2 separate regions of the Mus musculus genome follow, and region 2 is linked to region 1. A link is a contact called in public HiChIP or PLAC-seq data. All regions are on one chromosome and are shown on one strand. The core of a region is the stretch at or near the end of the contact, and the rest is flanking DNA. Distances in the headings are between cores, read along the strand shown. Region 1 holds the start of Tpp2 (tripeptidyl peptidase II). Region 2 overlaps Tpp2 (tripeptidyl peptidase II).

Region 1 (6,652 bases), core at 2,818-5,317:
CCATTTATTACTTGAAGTCTTTTGGGATATACATATATAAAACTGTCATGAAAAACTCATCATTTTGTACATATATATATATATATATATATAGTCACATACTAGTTAAAAACTGTATTTGCATGTACATACACACACACACAAACTAGCTGGAATAAGGTATGGAAACACAAAGTCTGAAAAAAAAAAAGAAAAAAGAAAAAAATACCAAATGTCAAAAAATATCAAAAATTAACAACCACAAACTCTTTAGACTTTTCTTCAACCTAGAAAATCTGTAAGTCTTTAAAATCATAGTTAATGGCCATGACTACTGAGTCTTTTTTACCACTATGAACCTTTTCTCCCACACAAAGTATTCCCTCTATAGCCTATGCAAAGCTTTGTATTTAACATATACTCAAGGAAGAAGTGGCTCGTATAGGAGGACAGAATTTATTTTCTTGATAGGGCAAAGAAGGTACAGCTGGTGGATCCCACACCAAACTCTTTGTCCTGTCACCTTGAAAAACCGAGAGCTTTGTGGCGCACGCCTTTAGTCCCAGCACTCAGGAGGCAGTGGCAGGCAGATTTCTGAGTTCAAGGTCAGCCTGGTCTACAGAGTCAGTTCCAGGACAGCCAGGGCTACAAAGAGAAACACTGACTCGAAAAACCAAAAAAACAAAACAACCACACACCCCCCCCAAAAAAAACAAAAAAACGAGAGCATGATAGTATGAAGCTTCAAAGGGCCTGACAGGTTCAGCTATTCTTTTTCTGAACAACAATTCTTTAGTTTTTTTTAAGTATTTATACTAGAAGACTGATGATAACCAGAAGGCTCAATACCACAAATCAGGAAAAAAAGTAAGTATCAAAATCATATTAAACTAGTAAAATAAATCCTCATTATCAGTATGTGAGCAAAAACAGTAAGAGAAAAAAAAGCCAGACGGGATTTAATGGTTTATTTACCATGTACTATTTCCATAAGTTTTACTTATAAGAAGTGACCTGCACTTCACACACACACACACACACACACACACACACACGGCAAGCAAAATACATATGCTCCACTGGAGATTTTTCAAAGAGACCACAAAATTGAGGGATAGAAAAGAATGTAAAGGCAAAAACCACATGAAAATTTTGCAGTCGAGCTTTGGGATAAGTAGGAAATACAATCGGTAATAGTGGAAATATTTTCTCTGAAGCCACAGACCTTAACAGTAGAGCAGGCAAAGGGCTGAATTAAATCTGTGATGTCTTAAAAGAATGAAGCAGCAGCTTGCAAGTGACTATAGAAAACTGTTGGGCAATTTAAACACCACATGCAAACACACGTATTAGGACCTGAGACATCTGGGTACCTGGGAAAGAGAGAAATCAAATATTCAAGAGTGAAGTATAGGAGTGAAGGGTGTTGCTGAGGCTACACTCAAAGGTTAGCGTTAGTAGGGGAAGGGCCTTATAATAAAATTTGAAATTTTAGAGTTTTATTAAAAAAGCAAACTTTGAGCAAAGATGTTGATACTTGGTTTGCTCTTGATAAATAGTAGGTTTGGAAAAGCAAACCATGGATCAGTGGTGAGATTAGTAGCAGTGAGCACTGCTTCTGTATCTATATGGCTTAAACCAAATTTCATCTTGTCAGGAAACTCACTCACGATCTCAGTCAGTTTTCCTGTCATTTTCACTGCATCTCTATAACAGTCATAGTTTGCAGGACTTCATTATTCAATGGAATTGTAGCCACATACTAGGTACTTGAATGGTTGCTGAGAGAATATTAAACATTTAGGTAATTATTAATCTCCTCATGCAGTCTGTATACAGGAGTGTGCTATCACACCTGACTCTGCCCTCTACTTTGCATACACCCAGAAGCTGTGACAAAAAAGGACTTGGTCTAAGGAAGTTAAAGGAGGAGACACTGGCTGGTTTCTCCAAGTTCTCATTTGTAACCTCTAGTCCTTTACTTAGATCCCATTTGACAACTCAAATAGCCAGAAAGGCCTCCTTCTCTTTTTATTTCTATTTGCTTTTTACCTTAATGATGTACACACAGAGCTACAAAATAATTTCCTCAGGTAAGAAAAAAAAAAAAAAATCAAAGTCACCCATGTAAGTTCCTTGCTGAATTTAAACAAAAGATCATGTTTAGAATCTGAGAATAAATGCTGGATGATCTTATGTTTTCTTTTGGTTCAATGTTTTATTGACTAAATGTTAATGTTTGTGTAAATATCAAGCATATTTTCCCTTCAGACAATGACCCAACATGAACTCCTTCTGCTAGCATTTAGTGTTTATTCAGGACTTTAAAAAAAAAAAAAAGTACTTAACACTTTAGCACTGTAAAATCATGTGTGTTGGCTGCTCAATTATCAAGTAATCCTATGGGGTAAAAACTGTTACTTTACAGAAACAAAATACTCTAACCAGAACCAAAAATTCTACAAATGTCCACTGAGTAGTACTACGCCAAAATCTTCAGGATTTTCTGAACCTCTAACGCTAAGAACTAGTGAGCCACTTACCCTAGTTGTTCTCCCACACCCTACAAAAAGTAAACACACACTCCTGTGTATTGGGAAGCACTTCCACTGTGTAATAAATTCACAACGTGTCATTGCTGTTACCAAGTTTTAAACCTTAGCAATTACTATTAATAAAATAACTGTAGTCACTTGAACTTCTAATCAGAGACTCTGACACTGTGTGCTTCAGGGCTCAGGTGTGCACCAGAAAGGGGAAGAAGTAACAAACACTTGGAAGCAGGATTCCCTGAGAGTCCCAGAGTGTCCACACAGGCTTCTTTCCTATCCTTTCCAATAACCTCTAACATGTACGTCAATTACCTTCCCATCCATTTATGTCAATTATTAGGCAGCACAATGAGAAAACTAAAGATTGGAGGAAACAAATCAAGGGCTAGGAGGAGAGGAATTAGTATCCCTCTTTTGTGAGGAACAAGGATAAGATGGTATCAATGTGATCTAATCTATCTATTTGATAAACTGACCACGGACCGAAAAGAGGGTAAATAAACTCTAGTTTTAGTCAGATAAGCTCTTCAACAAAGGTTAGAGAGTACTTATGAGGGGGTTTTAGTAAGAGGCTATTTAAACACAGAATACATTTTATTCAGGCATTTTTTTTTAACATCAGTAAGGTCCCTGCTCTTAAAGACTTCTAACTTGAATAAAGGAAATGAAGTCATTTTTAGGAAGTCGTAATCAAAGTATGTTCTCTCGTTTAAAATGCACATTTTATAAGGCCTGAAAAGTTCGCCCGAAACAAATTAGTCGGGCCCTTTGAAAAAAAAAAAAAAAAAAAGACTAACCCAAAAGATTTCAAGGACCCTGAACAAACACCAGCAAATAACTTAAAAATAGAACAAAAGTATCAGAAGAAACCATTCCGGAAGCGGACTGGGTCGAATTCTGGGAACTCACTTTGCTGGCCTTGCCAAAACGAGTATCTCTTAAACATCACTAAGGATCTCTTCAAGGCTGTTACCCCTATCGTTGGTGCCCCCCACGCTCCCGCGCCCTCCCAGACCTATAAAACTGTAAAATTTTCCCATGCCGAGGTCGGGTGCGGACCCTGAAGAGGTGTGGGGCCTGGAACGCCCAGGCTGACCAGCAAAGCTTCCCCGCGGCCCCCGATCCCGAACAGCCACGCTGACCACACCGCTTTTGTGTGGACAGGGAACAGGGCCTGGAGGTCTCCCAGAGCTGTCCGGGCCGCCCCGGCCCGTCCGGTCCCCGCCTTGTTCCAGGCTCGGCCCTCTGGGCTACGGGCCCTTGGGCGCCGCCTCACCTGCATGCCCGGGGCCCCGGGATCGACCCCTGTGTCCAGGACGGCGATGAGCACCCCGCGCCCGTCATACTCCGGGTAGCGGCACAGGAAGGAGGAGGCCCCGGTCTCCTTCTTTGGTAGAAGACCGTGGAAAGGAAAGGGCTCCTCGGTCGCGGCGGTGGCCATGGACGCAAGCTGGAGGACAGACGAGGAAGAGGCAAACTGCCAGGCAGCGCGCGGACGAGCGGCGCGAGGACACCCGGCTACCGCGGGACGGAGGTGGGGAAGGGGCGGAGCCTGGCCACCAGTACCCAATCGTGTGCGGTCAGAGGTGTCTAGCCAATCATACGCTTCAACGTAAGCTAACGGCGCCGCTACGAGTCACGACGAGGGAATGTTACCCAGGCTGCAGAGCTGGAACGGAGTGTGCGCTGCTGCGGATGACAACGCACTGGAGGGAGGTTCTTGCCTTCCGAGCTGTCACTCTCCGTGAGAAGCAGCGAGAGGAACGGGCTGTCTGCCTGAGGCGTGGGATCCTCGCGACGCCGCCGAGGTTGGCTTAACCCGCTGCGGACCGGAAGCCTGTAAAGTCGAGCGCGGAAGTCTCAGATTTAGCGGCCCGGCCTTTCTGGCAGGGTGAGGTGCTGTTTAGTCAACAGGAAGTGGGTTGTCGGCTGTTTTGTCGCCAGAGTCCCCAAAGCAAAACACGTGACAGAAATGAGCTCCCTCCTGTCTTCGTGGCTTACTTACCCTTGGCATCCGGAATTTCAGAAAAATACCTGCCTTTTCTCCAGTGAAGTTCCTCTTTGTAACACAGTTACCGAGCCATAGTTTGCGGGGTTTTTTTCCCATTAGGATGCACAGTGACAGCAATCGTAAATGGCATTTGAAATTTAAACTACACAGATTATCCAGTAACAAAGGTTGCCAACATTCATAATTAAGAATATTGTGGGGGTGAATTAATATTTTCCTATTTGTGACAAATCTACTCTGTACCAGTGAGAGATTCTGCACGTTTTTTCAGTGTGTAGCCTGCCTGGAGGCCTCTGAAATACTGAGCACCGAACCACAGCCATAAGTGTGGTAATTCTTCTCTTTAGTGGCAGCGACTGCTGTGTCTACTCCAAAAGTCCCAGCAGCAAGAAGGCGCCCAGAGTAATCTTAATTATCCCATTGACAAACTCAAGACACCTTACCACAGAGATGTCTTTAAATGCATAAGATGAAATATATAGGATTATACAGGAAGTAGACGGTTGAAAGAATTATAACAACTTAATTTTTGTTGTATTGCAATAGTTTCATATATGTAAGTAATTACATGTGTGCTCTTTTTAAAATTAAATAACAGAGCCATCGTCAAGTCTAATAACTAATGTTATTTTTAAATTGGAAAACAATTGTAAATGGCATTTGAATATATCTAAACTACACACTTTAATAACAAAGGTTGCCTGTGTTCATAATTAAGAACATGTGGAGGATGAAAATAATTTTTTCCTATTCAATCATGGGCCCTGTGCATTTCTATGGTCTCCAGTTTAAGAGGCAGGTTCCTAGAATCCCGTGTATGCCATTTGTTTCAAACCACAGCATTTCCATTGACTCCTCATACTTTGCTCTATGAGCAAATATATTAAAATATATTAAATTGTAACTTGAAAGAATTTCTTGGGATCAGAATGTTAATTTTTTCTTTTGGATTAAGTTAACTTACAATTACAAAGTTGATGAAAACAATGAGTAAATCTTAAGATTAAAATGAACAAAAAATGGGATGGGAGGGAAGGGAGGAAAGAAAAGGCAGCTTTTCCCTAGAAGTTTGATGAGAATTAGACATATTTCCATTTATAACAGGCTATTCTAGGGCTGGAGAGATGCCTCAGCGGATAAAAGCACTGACTGCTCTTCTGAAGGTCCTGAGTTCAATTCCCAGCATCCACATGGTGGCTCACAACCATCTGTAATGGGATCTGATACCCTCTTTTGGTGTGTCTGAAGACAGCTACAGTGTACTCCTATACATAAAATAAATAAATCTTAAAAAAAAAAACCAGGCTATTCTAGTTATAAGTATAAGATTCCCACGTGTATGTCTCTTATAAAATCAGAGCCATCAGCTGCTACCCTTTGGAGCAAACCCCCTATCTCATCCCCCTGGCCCCCTGCTTATATGAGCGAGTTCCCCCACCCATCCACCAACCCACTCACACCTTACTGATCTAGCATTCCCCTACACTGGGGCATGGAACCACCACAGGACCAAGGGTCTTCCCTCCATGTATGCTAGATAAGGCATATATGCTCTGCTACATATGCAGCTGGAGCCATGGGTCCTTTCATGTGTACTCTGGTTGGTGCTTTAGTTCCTGGGAGCTCTGGGGGGGAAGGGGGGGGTGTCTTGTTGGTTGATTTTGTTGTTCTTCCAGTGGGGTTGCAAACCCCTTCAGGTCCTTCAGTCCTCCCCCTAACTCTTCCATTAGGGTTCCTTGCTCAGTCTGATGGTTGGCTGCAAGCATCCTCATCTGCTTGTTAAAGCTCTGGCACAGCCTCTCAGGAGACAGCCATACCAGACTCCTGTCAGCAAATGCTTCTTTGCATCAGCAATAGTGTCTGGGTTTGGTGTCTCCTGATGGGATGGACCAATAGGTGGGGCAGTCTCTGGATGACCTTTCCTTCAGTCTCTGATCCACTCTTTTTTTTTTTTTTTTTTTGGTTTTTTCGAGACAGGGTTTCTCTGTATAGCCCTGGCTGTCCTGGAACTCACCCTGTAGACCAGGCTGGCCTCGAACTCAGAAATCCGCCTGCCTCTGCCTCCCGAGTGTTGGGATCAAAGGCGTGCGCCACCACGCCCGGCTCTGAT
Region 2 (6,537 bases), core at 2,840-5,339, 37 kb before region 1:
ATACTCTAAAAATAAAACTCTATATAAACAATACACTCATCAACACTCTAGATGTTATCCAACAGAGGCAAGTGAAGAGTTTGCTAGAAATAAACCCTGGACAATACTCCCTCATTCTGTACCACAGCAGTAGATATAACCTCTGACAGCAGCACACAGATGATCTACTCACCTATTTTTATACATTGTAACAGAAACAGTAAAAAGCTTATGCTGTCTCCTGTTAAAGGAATTTTACAAAATTCAAAGACTCTCAACTCTGATTTCTAAAAAATAAAAATTTTCTGAGACAGGGTTTCTGATGTATCCCCTGGCTGACCTGGATCTCCCTTTGTAAACCAGGCTGGCCTCAAATTCCCAGGAGATATGCCTACCTCTGCCTCCCAAGTTCTGGGATTAAAGGTATGCACCACCACACCCAGCTATGATTTTTGAATGTTAAAATCACACTATATTTTGTGTCAGCAATAGTCTTACAGATGTATGAGTAAAACATAATAAATTGAATCCCCACATGAAGTTTCAAAATGCTCCAAACTACTTCCATAAGCAATCAAAGAAATGTAAACATCAAATGGGTAACTATGTGCTATGGAAATAAAATGCGGGTTGCAATTACATTGTCTTTAATTTTACAAATAAGCAATGGATACCTACTGTGTATGAGGTACTGTTATTTGTAGCTAGAAATATTCCAATGAGTAAAAAACAACCCTTTCTTTGCTCTATAACAACTGGTAGGGAAAGAAAAAACATTTAATATAGCAAGCTCCATAAAAGAATTGTTACAGAAAAATAGAAGAATGGTTTGGATCCTAAGAGTGAGCCTGCAGATGGTTGAAAAGTCTTGTCCAAATTCCCACTGAACTTACACAAAACATGTAACAGAGAATTTAACTGTGATGTAAATTTCCCATGTGCATGGATATTTTAATCTCATCAATTTTATCCTGTAGGCCTCATTGGCTGAGGCCTATTACATAATTAATATTTAACTCAAATAACCCCCACCAAAGGTATTAATTTAGAATGTGTAAATACAGCTTGCAATCAAATGATATATATTATATTAAAAAACAAATTGGAACACATTAGCTGAAGCCTGTCCAGGAGCTTGTAAAAAGTGTTAGAGTGAGGAAGGAAGGAAATCCCCACACGGAGAATGCCCAGAAGTAAGTCTGGCTATTTAACATACGAGCAAACGAGGCAAAGGAACAAATGCATAAATACTGAGGAAACCATTGAGTGTCAAGAGAGGGAGATAGCTAAAAATGTGTACTTTGGTATACTCAGTGATAGGAAGCCACCTGAGATGTTAATTCTAAGTTGTTCTTGTGGGCTTTTTAAAGGAATGAAACCGGATCTTTAAGGAACACTGCTGGTGTGTTTGAAGCAGGAAGTTAATACACCAAAGTAAACTCCCCGATTCCAGGATGCTTGAGATGGAAAGAATAAGGCTGGAAATAGAAAGCAACTAGAAGCATCAGGGCAGCAGAATCACAGACACGGGAAGGTAAGCGGGGCGCAAAGGACGAGGATGAAGAATCCCTGAGTAAGTGAGGAAAGAGGTACAATGAAGGCAGAAATAGCCTCTCAACAGGGCAATATGGAGTCAGTGGTAGGATGGGCAAAGACATTTCAATAGAAGGTGGGCAGATGCCAGATACCCTCAACTAATAATTAATAGAAAGCATTGCTAACTATATGCCAACTAGGATGCTAGCTAGAAGCAGAAACTGGTTACCTGCTTCTGTCTTAATATTTCTAGTTACTTGCTTCTAAGCAATCCTCCAAAAATCAATACTGTATTACAATATAGGCATTAACAATGTATACATAATAATAAACTAAACATCTTACTTACTTTGCTGCTATAACTGCAGTGATTGGAACTCTGAATAAAGGACCTGCATTGGGGGATGCTATATCATAGCCACATACCTTGAAGAAAGAATGGTAAGTTTCAACACCCATGAAAAAAGTTGCAAAACATAAGTAAAAGGTGTAATGTAAGCATAGAATAATCTAGTCTTAAAATTTAAAGATCTAGCAGGTAAGTTAATACTAGATTACTGACATTAATTCATATAACAACCCAAAGCAAATAGCAACCAAATAGCAAATCATGACTGAGATGAACAGGTAACAAGGTATCAAGTTTAAAAAAATATAAAGATTAGCTATATGACACTATTCTGTGTTTATTTACAACTGTCAGGTTTAACAAATGTTTCCTCTAAATAGTAAAGCTAACTACAGCACAAGTTTAGCTACACTGCATAATTAACAAAGTACAGAGGCCTGATCAAAAAGGCTTTGCGTAGCCAGGCGTGGTGGCGCATGCCTTTAGTCCCAGCACTCGGGAGGCAGAGGCAGGCAGATTTCTGAATTTGTGGCCAGCCTGGTCTATAAAGTGAGTTCTAGGGACAGCCAGAGCTATACAGAGAAACCCTGTCTCGAAAAACCAAAAAAAAAAAAAAAAAAAAAAAAAGGCTTTGCTATTTCTATCTCCCTCAGCCTTCTTCACAGAAGAATGCAACACTATATAACTAACTGCTTAAATGGATACAGAAAAGTTAGAAAATCTAGTAAGTGAAAAGGTTAGATTTTTAATGAGAGAAAACACATCAGAGATTATTTACTTTCACCTTCTCAAACATTTCAAAGAGAAAAGAAAAACAATAGATGTTACAATACCTCTGTATAATGTAACCCTTCTCTTAAGCCCCTGGGGTCCACACGTATGTTTATGTGCCGACACTGATTCATGAGTTCCAAATGGCTGGGACACTGAACCCAAGATGAATTTGAAGTTAAAGCTAAATGAAGCTGAAAGGATATTTTTTCAGAGTTTTCTGGCATTAAAAAAAAAAAAATTAAGACTCAGCATTTCCTCTTTTTCTAGTTTGGTCAACTGTATAATACATTAGATAGGATACCAAAATTATAACTTAAATAAAAATGCAGAATCTTCTTGTGATTCACACATATTTTCATCCATCACTGCTAAGCCTTATAAACAGTTTAGTGGACCTTTTGTATCATTGCACGTAGAGATCAAGCAGCTGACTAAAATAAACTGCCAGATACAAAACAACAGTTCCTCACCAACTCACAGCTGTGTTTACTTCCCACACTCACCTAAAGCTCTGCCTTCTATCCAAGGAATGAGATATGGAAAGAAAATAAACTATAATTTTATTATAGGCTTAATAAATTATGGGCCACTGAAGGCCGGGGCCCACTCTTTTCCTTCATTGTCAAGATCCTGAATGAACTGCCATGGTACTGGGGTCTCTAATAAATATTTTCCACCAAATCTATTAAATTTTAAAATAATCACTTGTTAATTTGTATTTTCTCCTAAGAACAGTGAGTGGTTTGGGTCATGACAAATCTTTCAGTGACTGCCTAAGACCATCAGAAAACACAGATATTTACATTACAATTCATAACTAACAAAATTATAGTTATAATTTTATGGTTGGGAGTCACCACAACATGAGGAATTGTATTAAAGGGTAACAGTATTAGGAAGGTGGGTAAACATTACTTTAGACATCAGACAAGCAAAGCAGCATTCTTCTTTTATTTACCATTCATTTAAGCCACAAATACAAATGCTTCTGCTTACTGCCACCCTAGTACTTACCTGTGTTCTCTGGAAATACAGGCTCAATGCCAACACCATGATCTGAAGGAGCAGCCACCTGGACAGGATCTCGGAGGTAGATACCACGGTTATTTCCAACAGTAACTGTAAAACCTAATCTGTTAGCAAATGATGTATTTTGAATGAGGTAGTCATAAGCTTTGTCAACCTAAAAGAATATAAATGGTAGCATGTAAATGGCTAGGTAAAGAAAATATTTTATTACAAATTATGCATCAGTCTTAATTAATCTGGACCCCCGAGATCTTTCAAACACTGGACCACCAAACAGGTAGCATACACCAGCTTATATGAGGCCCCCAACACACATTCAATAGAGGACTTCCGAGTCTGTGTTCAAACAGAGATGATACACCTAACAACCCTCAAGAGACTGCAGGCCCCAGGGAGTTTAGAGGTCAGGTGGGGTGGAGGGTGGGGTCATCCACGTGGAGACAGGGTGTGGTCAGGAGGTGTGGAATGTGAAGCAGTTGAAGGGTGGTAGGGGAGGGGCAGGAAATGGAATATGGAGTGTAAAAAATGAATTACAAATAAAATTAAATTAAAACCAACAAATTATGCATCAATTAAATTTTAGCTGTAGCAAAGCTAATCTCTATATTCATTTCTCTAAAATAAATCAATAACACAGTTAAGATGGCAAATCAGCTGGGTAGTGGTAGCCCATGCCTTTAATCCCAGCATGTGGGAGACAGGGAGATCTCTATGTTTTGAAGCCAACCTGGGCTACAGAGCTAGTTCCAGGACAACCAGGGCTACAAAGAAACCTTGTCTCAAAAAACCAACAACAACAACAACAACAAAAACCAAAGGGGGGTGGGGTGGGGAGGGAAAGAGAAAGGAAAGGAAAAGTAAATTTGTGCTTTTAAAGAAAATACCATTCTGAAATTTAATTGATGCATAGTTTCTACTTCAGTCTGCATTCACAGTTATTCTCACATGAGCTAAGATCACTCGGTAACTTACGTCTGACTTTTAAACACTTTGATTTTCTAATCTCTATATACTCCAAATGTTTCTTTTACTTAAATGCAGTTAATCTCTTTTACCTACAAAGAGCCTTTGTGCCCTTTTTGATTATAGTTCTATAATGGCCACATCTAAAGTTTAGACATGCTGAATCACTATTACAGAGCAATATTTACAACATTATCTCAATGCTTTCTAGTTATTTTAGTACACAGACAACAAGTACCTGAATAATTCCATGTCCTTGGGCAAATACTTCTATATTGTCAGCTTTTATTGCAGTATTTTCTAGAGCTCTTCTGACTGAGTGTACAGTATAGTCAACATTATTTGCTTTCAGCCCTAAAAACAAACAAACAAACACCTAAGAAACTAATGTTAATGAACTCACTAGTTGAAACACTCTCCCTTCACCAAGATGTTAATATGTATTCTTTTCTGCTGTTTTCTTTTAACACTCACTTCTAAATGTTTTCTTAAAAATTAAAGTTGAAAAAAAAAATTAAAGTTGATTTAAACTGCTTGCATCACACAAGTACTTTAAGAAAAAAATTCATTGCATGCCAACCCACAATCACATCAATGCAGGCTACGTAGATATGACATGGATGTACCAAGCAGGCATCTTAGGGGCATTGTAATGGCATTTTCTTTAAAATATCATAGATTCAGCACTATAGTTGGTAACAGCAATTTTCAACTCAATTATATTTTATAATTACCAGTGGAACTTAAACAAATCAAAAACACCTGTCATGTTTCACAGCAGACCAGACTCTTCAATGACTTAAGTACCATGTGATTACAGCGTAGAACCAGATTTCAAACACAGAAGGCTATTGCCAATATATTATCCACCAGTAATATATTGTAATGTGCCAAAAAAAAAAAAAAAAAAGAAAAGAAAAAAAAAAAAGAAAGGAATAAATACTCCATGATGCAAACCAAGGACGCTATAATCACCTCCATGAGAATTCTAAAAAGATCAAAGTCCATTAGGAACAACTGGTAGATGAGCTGATTCTTGTAGAATGTATGAGTTTTCAAATCTGAAACATGGCAGAAAGGATTTGCAGGCGAGAGAGCTGAGTATTCAAAGAGAGACAGACATCTGACCTTGAGCTATTTGGTGAGTTTGAAGGAGTAAAAATGAGTAGAGACTAGGATCTGTCCTGGAGGTCTGACTCACTGTCTGGTGATTACTGACTGGGGATGGAGGCAGACTACTCCCCAGTACGACTCATCCATACTGGGCAGAGGAGAAAGTTACACGAGTCAGAAAAGGAGTGAACTAGAAGAGGCAGGTGGGAGGTAAGACTTGAAGAGGACAGGCTTCAGGCAGAAGTCTAAGTTGTAAGTAACCTGGTGACACCCTATTTAATACTGCACACTATTCAACACCTGGTAATGTAGTATTAGTATTTTCAATTTGTTTATAGTCGTCTGCTTTCTGCAATAAATTCTTTTTCATCAAAGTACTTTTGATGTTCTATCCAATGATTTAGCTCCAGAACTAAATTATTACTTGAAAATCATTAGTAGTAGTCAATAGATTTTATTTCCTGAATGATTGAATACACACTCAATAGATAAATCATTTTCTACTTTACATCTTATTTTGTGTCCAGGACATTTCTATTCTATACACTCTTACCATGAGAACTTCAGAAAGTATAGCCTACAATAAAGAGAGTAGTATGTAATATCCTTACCTGAAAGTACCAGGGCAATGCCACCACAGGCATTGGGGGAAGACATTGATGTCCCATTCATTAGCTGAGTCCCCCTCAATGTCCAGTTAGGCACAGAAGCAATAGCACCTCCTGGTGCACTGATGCTCACACCGAGGGCTCCATCAGCACTAAACAGAAAAAAGGTGAGGGTAGCTGAGCATG

Evidence for each region. HiChIP or PLAC-seq counts read pairs in DNA pulled down with a chosen protein or histone mark.
Region 2: a contact with region 1 is called in an H3K27ac HiChIP or PLAC-seq map of trophoblast stem cells, with 47 read pairs. The contact joins the enhancer-like site here to the promoter of Tpp2 in region 1. A contact is called at or near these places in 1 of 39 promoter capture datasets (macrophages), 2 of 15 datasets of contacts at CTCF or cohesin (CD8 T cells and the NIH/3T3 cell line), 13 of 484 Hi-C or Micro-C datasets (DN2 thymocytes, the G1E-ER4 cell line, the HPC-7 cell line and 9 more), 10 of 115 datasets of contacts at active chromatin or transcription factors (CD8 T cells, the HPC-7 cell line, the SCID.adh cell line and 5 more) and 3 of 9 other capture datasets (adipose tissue, liver and pancreatic islet).

Annotation. Positions count from the first base shown.
Region 1 is chr1:43,931,409-43,938,060 of GRCm38.p6, reverse strand. It overlaps Tpp2 (tripeptidyl peptidase II), which reads right to left and starts at 4,067. Exons shown (of 29, transcript NM_001310540.1): 1 at 3,808-4,067. The coding sequence starts at 3,972.
Region 2 is chr1:43,968,848-43,975,384 of GRCm38.p6, reverse strand. It overlaps Tpp2 (tripeptidyl peptidase II), which reads right to left. Exons shown (of 29, transcript NM_001310540.1): 11 at 6,355-6,503; 12 at 4,869-4,984; 13 at 3,653-3,821; 14 at 2,698-2,855; 15 at 1,865-1,941. Among named protein-coding and RNA genes, the nearest start is that of Tpp2, 38 kb to the right of the region's middle. Within about 2 kb of position 4,089, at least 18 of the 459 cell types and tissues checked have an H3K27ac peak or open chromatin away from gene starts, as enhancers often do. A contact at or near this core is called in embryonic stem cells, stem cell-derived germline stem cell-like cells and trophoblast stem cells, where this site is marked.